Linked DNA regions of Gossypium hirsutum: region 2 is linked to region 1. Evidence: chromatin contacts called from public Hi-C data. All regions are on one chromosome and are shown on one strand. Each heading gives the region's core, a stretch centred on a gene start, on an enhancer-like site or on the middle of the called end of the contact. The rest is flanking DNA. Distances are from core to core; before and after follow the strand shown. Region 1 holds the start of LOC107886933 (pentatricopeptide repeat-containing protein At1g05670, mitochondrial). Region 2 has its middle 56 kb from the start of LOC107929704.

Region 1 (5,064 bases), core at 1,256-3,755:
TATATGACCTTCTTTATCACATATCAAATAAGTTCTCTTTTTATTATAAAGAGAATTTTTCTTATTTCCTTGTTTCATATAACTAGCTTATATCTTCTATTTTTCTTTTTATATTTTCTATAAGTATTTGGACATACTGATTTACATCCAAATTCCCATTCATTTTCTAAAATTTTTGTACAATGTTTATTATTTAATTTATGATTAACTTGTTTAGAAACTTTTACTTTGTAAACAATAACTAGTTATTCTTTCTTTTGCAAAATTAATTCTATTTCCTATAGGATCTATGATTTTTGAATTCACACCAGATATTTTACTATGTTTTTCTAAATAAGAACAGTATTTTTTATACAAATCTCATCCCAATGAAGAAATTTTTTTTAGAAAATCTTCTAGACATCTGATATCACACAATTTAATTTTTGACAATACATAACTAGACAAACTATCTTGATCTTTTTTTTATCAGTATAGCCACAAAATTCTATTTTTAGAATATAAGTTAACCCTTTTAATACATCTTTAGGAGTTTAAATTTGGTTGATTAACTGCTCTTTTTGTTCTTTTCCTTTTTTTGATTCTTCCCATCTTCTTAGGAATTGTAGAACATTTCCTTGAAGTGTTATAACAAAATAATTTAAAATTTTTTTTTTTGACCACGTGTTGTTGTTAACAACTATAGTCATAGACTATGCCCATTCATCTATGGTTTTTTCATAGTTTGTTATAAGAATATTAGTTGGATCTAAATATATTCTTCCTTGAGCAACATTTCTTTTATTTAGATCATCTATCCTATGTGGGACAGGTTGGGTAGACGATTCTTCTAAATTTTCATATTTTATTTCGTTAGTAGCAATATTTTCGGTTTGATTACCAAAAATTCTTGTTATATTTTCAACTTGTTCATTTTTTTTATTAAAGGATCTTAAATAATCATCTTTTAAAGATCCATATCTAATTTTATTTTTCCATTAGGATCTTGATTTGTTTGATTAGTATCCATTGGTTCTGATATTTCTATATTTTCTTTTTCATTTGTTGAAGTATTTTCTTCATCAGATTTATAACTTGTAACATTTATGTCTTCTAAGTCTATAGAATTATTAGAATTATTAGAACTACTACTACTATTTGTAGTATGATAGTTTAACATATAATGATAATTGAATAATACAAATAGGTATTTATGTTTTTTTATAAAGTTGTTCTATTAGTTTTAGATATTCTATTCTTTCATTTTTATCAGATGTCTTAAAAAAATTTATTCTTCCAATGTTATATAAGTTGTTTATAGGATTAGAAATCATATTGTTGTTGATAAGTATAATTTCTTTTCTGCTTTTCAGATTTTTTTATGATTTTTATTTTTGGAAGATGATTTTTCAAAGGAAGTGTCTTCTTCTTCTGACAAAACTAATATTATGTTACTAGGGAAAGATTGTATGAAACACTGATGCCACGTCATCTGTATCACTTTTCCAATAGTTTTATCCTACATTATCATTTTCATCCTAAATTTTAATATTTTGATCCTGAAAAAAAAGTCAAATCTAAATTAAAATCTTAAAATTCAGGATGAAATTACTAATATGGCATAAAACTATTGGAGATGACCTCATATTATCTCAGCCACCATTTCAACCTTTTAGGTTAAAAGAATCCTAGTAGACATGGAGAGTTTGGTAGACATTTTAACAGCCAAGGCCTTTCACAAGATGGGTCTCAGGGACAGAACATTAATGAAAGCTAGCCCAGTATATGGTTTTGCCAAACAGCCAATCACGGTCAAGAAATCTATCACCCTCTCAATGGTATTGGGCGATGAACATACGGTCATAAAGATGATTGACCTTTTAGTGGTAAACCATCTGACTGCATATAATGCAATCTTCTGGTAGGCCAATAACATGAATGGCCAAGATGGTTGTGGCCATTTTCTATATGATGGTAAAATTCCCAAAACCCTCAAGGGAAGGGTACTTGAAATGTAACTAGCTAAAGGCTTGAGCCATATCATTTTCCTGAGGCTTACAAAAGAAATGATAGCTCTTTCTCCTCTTCTTCTTGCATCCTAGAACCAAGTTCGACAAAACTCATCGGTTGGGGTGAACTTGATTGACAAAAGGGCATATATACTTGGAAGGTTTGGAAGTTAGGTCTAAAGCCAAACTTCCAAAGTTGAGGCTGCAAAAGTCACAAAATCTATCTTTATACTTGATTGGGGATCAATTATTAATAAAATGAGTTTATATTTAATGTTAAAGAGAGAATAACTTAACAAATATGAAATATTAGAATAAGTAGATAAATTTATTTAGAAAGTTTATTTATTTTATTAATTTTATTAGTACTCGCATTCTTTTATTTAGAGAATATGAATTACTACATATATTTATACATTTTCCAATTCCCAACTGAATTTGATTTGATGGCCTATAACAAATAAAAAGCCCAATAGAAGCCGAGAAAATCATGTAGAAGCCCAACCCATACGATGAAGCACTGTCCCAACTGGCAGCTCACCTACTGCAATTTGGTCTCTCTTTTACTTCTGTAGCTGAACAGTCGAAGCAAAATCTTCGTACCTCTTTTGGAACTAGGAAACCAACTGAAGCACCTTCCTACTGGTTTTCTTCGAATTCAAGGTATCAGTCGCATTCACGTTTTCCTGTTAATGGGTTTTCTTTATTTTATTTTCTTTTATTTTCTATGCCATCGACTTTTTTCTTTCTTTCTTTGAGGTGCTCTTTAAAATCTGCCGCAATGTGTTGTTCCAGCCGTTTCTTGGGTTTCTCTATGGATTCAATTGAGATTATAGAATTATAGTAAATTTTTTTTTTGTGTGGATTGCGTATGGTAAAGAATCTAAAGTTTACTCTCCTTATGTTTGATGAATTGCCTATGAGAGAACTATTCATATCGGTATAGAAAAAGGGTACATTTGTTGTTAAGCTGTTGAAATTAGCTGCTTTCATTAGTACATGGTTTGAAATTCTTTTCCTTCACAAACAGTAGGAACTGATGATATATTTATTTAGCTTTGACATTTTAGAGGTGATTGAATAGGCTCTTTATAAGTTTCCAGTAGTAGAACTGAATATAGAATTTCAGCAGTTGACTAATATAAGTGTTTTCTCCATCATCAGGAAAAGGCCACTGAACAAGATGCTGTTGAAATTTTGATGTATGAGAGTTTATGTTTTGCATACGGCTTGCTTGAGGTGTTGATCTTTGTGACTTCTGTCACCATATGGAATAACATCATTAGCTAAATAATTCTTTCGTTCCCTATAGCAGTTTTTACTCGGAGGAATATGTTTTGCTGAAAGGAGAAAACAAGGTACTTCAAATTTCACTGCTTGAATAGCATTTGATTTATATATTCTTTTTTCATTAATTTCAAATTCATTAGAAATGTTTATTGATTGCACAAGTCAGAGAGGTGAACCAACATTTTTGTTAAAATGATTACCTTCATTGTTTAACTATTGACTTCACCTCCATAATGACATGTGGTTTATGTACGAAGTTTAGCTCAAATGAGAAGAGAGTGATAAATTTGTGAATATCAATTTAATGTGTTGCTTAATGATGATATTAGTGGGCATTTCATATCACTTAGCATTTAGTAATGATTGAGTGTTGCTGAAAATGTGATTTCACTGATTTGCTACTATGCTAACGTCTATTTATTATTATCCTAATATATGCAGCTTTTACCATGATAATTTGCATTCTCCTTATGATGGTGTGATGAGAAAGTTCCTTCATTCTGTTTCTTCTTCATGGAGAGGAATTGCTGTCTTCTTGAACAAAGATTCTCAAAATTTCTCGTGATGGGTTTTTCCTGCAAAGATGATCAAGTTTGCTGTCTCTTCCTTGAGCCATTGTTTCCAGCTCTTATCTCATTGTTATCCCCAAAGTTTTGCCCCCAAATCTGGTCCACCTTTCTTCAAAAGATATTTGGGCCCTATACTCCACTTGTCGGACTCTGCCAATACCAGGCCTTTTCCCGATTATTCCCCAAAGAAACCTACCGTCAAGGACTCAGAACTTGTGCATCAAATCTCAAATGCAATAAAATTACGCCGTTCTGAGCCCGTCTGTCGTGTTCTGAAGCCTTATGAGTCAAAATTTAGATCTGATCATTTGATTTGGGTTCTGATGAACATTAAGGGTGAATATAGACTTGTTTTGGATTTCTTTGAGTGGGCATGCTTGCGTAGAGACCCAATACTCGAAGCCCGTTGCATTGTTATCCAAATTGCCGTAGCTTCTAAAGATTTAAAAATGGCTCATCAACTTATTCATGACTTTTGGTCAAAACCTGATTTGGATATTGGTCTATCACTCAATTACATCCTTGAACGATTAATTTACACTTACAAGGACTGGGGTTCAGATCCCAAAGTGTTTGATGTTTTTTTTCAAGTTCTCGTTGAAGTTGGGTTGCTTGATGAAGGGAAGAAGCTCTTTGACAAAATGTTGAATTATGGATTGATTATCTCTGTTGATTCTTTAAACATATATCTTAGTAAATTAAGAGACCACTTTGATGGGTTTTTGAGAGCTATAAAGGTTTTCTTTGAACTTCCTGATGTTGGCATTTGTTGGAATACAGCGTCATACAACATTATCATTCACTCCCTCTGTCAATTAGGGAAAATAAAAGAAGCCCACCGTTTACTCTTGCAGATGGAGTTGAGGGGCTGTCTTCCGGATGTTGTAACATACAGCACCATAATTGATGGATATTGTCATGTGGGGAGGCTGCAAATGGTGTTAAGGCTAATTGACGAAATGCAAAGTAAAGCATTAAAGCCCAACCCTTATACCTATAGCAGCATAATATATCTATTGTGTGAGACTGGTAAGGTAGTTGAAGCAGAGAAAGCTTTGAGAGATATGTTGAACCAGGGAATACTCCCTGATATTGTGGTATACACAACTCTCATAGATGGTTTTTGTAAGCTAGGGAATATTGCTCTTGCGTACAAGTTGTTAAATGAGATGCAGGGTCGAAAAATTATCCCTGATTTATTAACTTATACATCTATA
Region 2 (5,064 bases), core at 1,590-4,089, 320 kb after region 1:
TATGTTCTATTTATTTATTTAGCAATAAACTTGTAAGTTTCATTTTTTAGTGAAGTCCAAGTAATACAAACTAGTAGGATACAGATAGGCCTAATAGGATAGAAAATAAATTAATTTTGTTTGGTTAACTGAAGATGGAAAATTAAGAAGGAGAAATGTTTAATTAAAAGAAAAACAGCTACACATCATCTTATGTTGCTTCTTCTACTTGAAAAGTCGAAAGAGCAGAAGGAGCTTGGGCTAAGCCTAGTCTTGCTAAAGGCCCAAAAATGAAACTATTGATAGCCTTATAATTAAGCATCTCATTTTTGGCACATTTCCATTCAAGAAAACGATCATTTTGCAAATCCATTTCAAATGGATTAATTTGTCAATAATCAGTAATATTATGGTAGGAAATTTCTAAGGCTCGAGCTTTCCATGAACCGGTAATTGGTCGAGAGTTTTTTTAATTAATAGTTTTATAAAAATATTTTTTTTATAAGTGTGACAAGTATAAATATATATGTTTGAATAATCACAAGTATCAAACTATTACAATATATACTGTTAGAGGAATGATAAAGTACAATCAAACCATTATAACATGATTGGACTAAGAACTGGTACAGTCCAGACTAATGTCAACAAACTGAACTAGTTGAACTAAACTCACACATGGGTGTCGCACATGGTGTGACTTTGAAATCCACGCATAAAATTGCGAACGATGAGTCTCGAACCTAAATACTTAAGATTTAGGGCCTTCGCCTTTTCCAACTAAAACAAGGACTTATTAGCTTATAAAAATAATTTAAAATATAAATATTATAATTATTTATATAATTTGATTATATAACTACAATGGATTGCCCTAGTGGCATGTCTTAATAGGACTCTCAATAAAGAACTATGAAGGATGTTCTTTGTGGTGTACCATGATGAGGTGGCGCATTCTAATAGATTTTTCTTGGTGGCTAATTTTGTATGACTTTTAAATGAAATCAGAAGAATCAGTAAGGACAATATATATATAGACTATATGGTAAAGTACTATTCAAGACTAAGACTTGGTCGGTAATAATGAAATGAAGAGATATAGAGAAGTAATGAGTTAGTATTGAAAATATATTCTAATTAAGGGCACAAATTTCTATGTTTAAAAGCGACATCTGTGATCTGCGTACGTACTTCTTCTTGAATCGTGATGGTGATGGCTTAGTAATTAAAGGATGTAAATGGTGTTTACTCCTGTTAGGAAAGGCATGTTTGCTCCTATTGGGGTGGTTACTCGCCAAATCGTTGGCAATAAGATGTTCAATCAGCTTAGAGGAAAGGAAATAGCTTTGCACTCCCAAGTACATTATTTATTTTACATGTATTAAGAAAAGGCTTAAATTTAAGTTTGTAAAATTTAACCTTTTTCAGATCAATAACACTATTTTAAAAATTAAAATTTGTCATTTAGTAAATACTGTGGCATAAATTTATTGAATTTTTAGAATTTAAACTAAAATGACAAATTTTGTAAACATTGTGAGTTAAATTTGTTGTTTTTTATATATATTTAAGATCAAATTGATAGAATGTGTAAATATTAGAGGGTTAAATTTATTATTAGACCAATAAAAAAAACCCAGTCAACACTTCTGTCAAATTTCAAATGGCTTTTATTGCTTGGTGACCAAAAAATTTAATTTTGAATAGTTTAATGACTAAATCGAAAAGAATTTAAAATTTAGTGACCAAAATAGAACGTGAGAAATATTTTAGTGACCATTTTTGTATTTTATCCTTATTTTTTTTAACATCATGGGCCAATTTGGGTAACAAAGGATAGTTTGAGGGTGCATTTGTTTTATGGAAAATGAATGTTGGTTTCATGAAAAACAACTCGGTCAACTGAAAATAAGTCCATTTTCTTGTAAATTAACTTACCATTTTGAAAAGCGTAAGTTATTTTTCGAAAATGAACTCTTTTATGAATAATTTTATCTTTATATAAAAATTAACTTGAATCAAATCTAATATTATTATATTAATAATCAATTTTTATTTTTATTTTAAAATATTTAAAAATATTAAAATAATAAAATATTAGTATCAAATATTGTAATGTGTAATATTCTTAAACATGCATATTTAATTATTTATATTTAATAATATAATTTATTATTTTAATAAATTATTTAATATTACAATTTTATTTTAATAAAAAATTAACAATAATAATTTTAAATTTTAAATAATATTATAAATATATTATTGAAAAATATTTATATTAATATTTTAATAATAAAGATATATTACAATTTATAAATATTTAATAATAAATGTTTTCTGATATAAGATATGAAAAAAATTTGAGCGAAAAATATGAATATTTTAAAAATATATATTACAATTTTATATTTATCTCTTACAACTCAAATGTGTCACTATCCACTTTCATATGCGTAATATATGTAATTTAAATTAGGTTTTAATTAAACATTGTTTATTATTAAGTTTATATATGATATTAATTATTACTATAATATTTTGTAAAAAATAAATTATGTTGTGTTTGTTTTATTAAGAACAACTTGTGAAAAATGATTTCAGGAAAATTTTTCAAATAACGAATTTTTTTTTACACAGGATCATCAAACTTTAGAAAATATCAAAGTTAGATGAAAAAAGATTGGATACTAAAGTGAAAAAATTATATAGTTTAGGGGCCAAAGTGAGTATGCCTTTTTTCCAACATAAAACATTCATTAAAGAATGGGAATAAGTGCAATAGTGGCCCAGAAAGCCCATACATACAATAATAAAAATCAGGCCCCAAAAAACCGAAGGTCCCAGCGTCAAACATTACCAGTAAAACCCAGCTCCTAAAAGGCTCCTCAACCTCTGTAATCGGAGGCGGAGGTTTAGGGAACGCCAAGGGATGTCGAGGAAGAAAGAAGCACGGTGGTCCCACCCGTCGTCGTCATGAATGCCTCTGCTAAAGAGTATGCCCTGGCCCAGGTCAAGAAAAGACACCATCGACCACTGGGAAGCCAAAGGACAGGGGAGACATCATATTCTAATAATAGAAGAAATGATTGAACCGATCATATCACTATTCTTAATTCAATTGGTTTGATTAATTTAACAGTTAAACTAACAAAAATTAAATAAATAATCATAATGTTTTCTATTTTAAAAAGTTAAACTAGTTAACATATTCGACTATTAATTCTTGTCATAATTTTCTATTTTTATTGGTTGAGTAGTTTTTGATTCAATCAATTAAACTTTTTTTGTTCGACCGGAATAATATACTGACTAATTTTTTATCAAATCGATCCGATCAATCAATCTAGTTATATTCTAAGAACACTGGTCATATCATTAAATTTTGACGGAATTCAAGTTTAGAAATAAAAATAAATCCAATTATAAATTCAAGTAATAAAATGAAAAAAAATGTATAAGTATGAAAATAAATTTAATTACCAAATTGAGTAAAAAAATATTATGTTTAAACAAATTAGTTTTGGTCAATTTATGTATGATGTTTGAGTAGTTAATGTTATTGAAACAGTTGTGATAGATATAGTGAATTCCCACGTTGTTGGAGACTTGCTTTATTTTTTTCTTCTTTTGGTATGATTCGAGTAGTTGAGATATAAATGTAAGTAATAACTTTTTATAAAAGTTTTGTTCTGGAAGCCAAAAACTTGAAATATATGATTGAAATTATCTCAAATTATAATTTTAACTAACAAGTTGCATAGAAGAAAGAAAGAACAACACTTACGAAATCCTAAAGAAATCAATTATCTTATATTATAGGACATTTACAGTATGGGCAAAAATAATTTCTTTACTTAAAAAAGATTTTTATTGAAATTATAAAAGATGAGGATTTGAGAAACTTTAAATTTTATTTTATTTTTTTTAGATTTTATATAAAATATAAATATAATTATTAATTATTAATTATTTTTTAATTAATTTTTTATCAATTGGCCCATAACATCAATTCCGTTAAAGATTTAATATTAATATAAACTTAAGAGTACAATCTCATAATTAGGGTTTGCATTCAATATACTATACTATACAAGTTCATACACAGTAAGTATCATCAATTAATAATTAAACAGATATTAGAACCATAACACTGAATAAAATAACTATTTAATAACTGATATTTTGTAACTGTATAAATTTATTCATTGTCATGAATATAAATTGAAGTTACATGTAAAGTGTTGTTTAATAAATTGAAGTATTTAACTTAAATTATTATTATTTTTTATATATTAGTTAAAATTATTTTTGGAATATAATTAAATTACTTGATAAATATAGATTTTAAATTATAAAAAAATTATATTTTATTATTAATTTTTAAACATTTCACCTTATTCTAAACAAAAATTAAAATTTAAACGTATTTACTTATTATTTTTCACACTTTTTTATAGAAAATTTCTATCAAATTGTTTTTATTTTGGATTACCAAACATGTATAAAAAATTAAATCATTGAAAATATTAATTTTCAATTGATTTAATTTTTTCAATGGTCTATCAAACAAGGCCTAAGATAAAAGAAAAGAGTCAAAATCCAATTTAATGCCATGAAATAGCAAAAAGTAAAATAAAATTTAAGCCATAATGACAAATTTAGTCCCTAAAGATTACTCATTCTATCATTTTAGTCTTAACTCATTTTTTACTCACTTTGACTCTCAACGTTTAAAATTTAGTCAAATTGTTATTTTGGACAAAAAAGCTTATTCTTCAACAATTAATGTTGTAATCTACGTGACAATTTACATGTACTTCATTAGTAATGCATACAACCACACCAATGGTATTAAAATATTAATGCTCCAACCATTTTTTGATAATTTTTTTGACAAAAATATGACGGTTGAGTGCTAAAGTGATAAAAAAAATTAAGATACAAACATTAGGAGACTCTAATCATGAATAAGCCAACAATTAACTCAATATATATTTCGTCAAGACTATCCGTTTGTATTGAATGAATTCCTTTGATTGTACTTGAGCACTTGTCGTGACCATATTTTCAGGTTAACTTTGA

What was found. Hi-C and Micro-C count contacts between places; a contact is called where the count stands out from the background.
Region 2: a contact with region 1 is called in a Hi-C map of leaf, with 1.7 times the contacts expected there. The contact joins the enhancer-like site here to the promoter of LOC107886933 in region 1. A contact is called at or near these places in 2 of 34 Hi-C or Micro-C datasets (callus and leaf).

Annotation. Positions count from the first base shown.
Region 1 is chrA03:101,749,678-101,754,741 of Gossypium_hirsutum_v2.1, forward strand. LOC107886933 (pentatricopeptide repeat-containing protein At1g05670, mitochondrial) reads left to right here and starts at 2,506. Exons shown (of 4, transcript XM_041100098.1): 1 at 2,506-2,651; 2 at 3,153-3,190; 3 at 3,304-3,346; 4 at 3,720-5,064. The coding sequence starts at 3,862.
Region 2 is chrA03:102,073,097-102,078,160 of Gossypium_hirsutum_v2.1, forward strand. No RefSeq gene overlaps it. Among protein-coding and RNA genes, the nearest start is that of LOC107929704, 56 kb to the right of the region's middle. Within about 2 kb of position 2,840, at least 6 of the 9 cell types and tissues checked have an H3K27ac peak or open chromatin away from gene starts, as enhancers often do. A contact at or near this core is called in leaf, where this site is marked.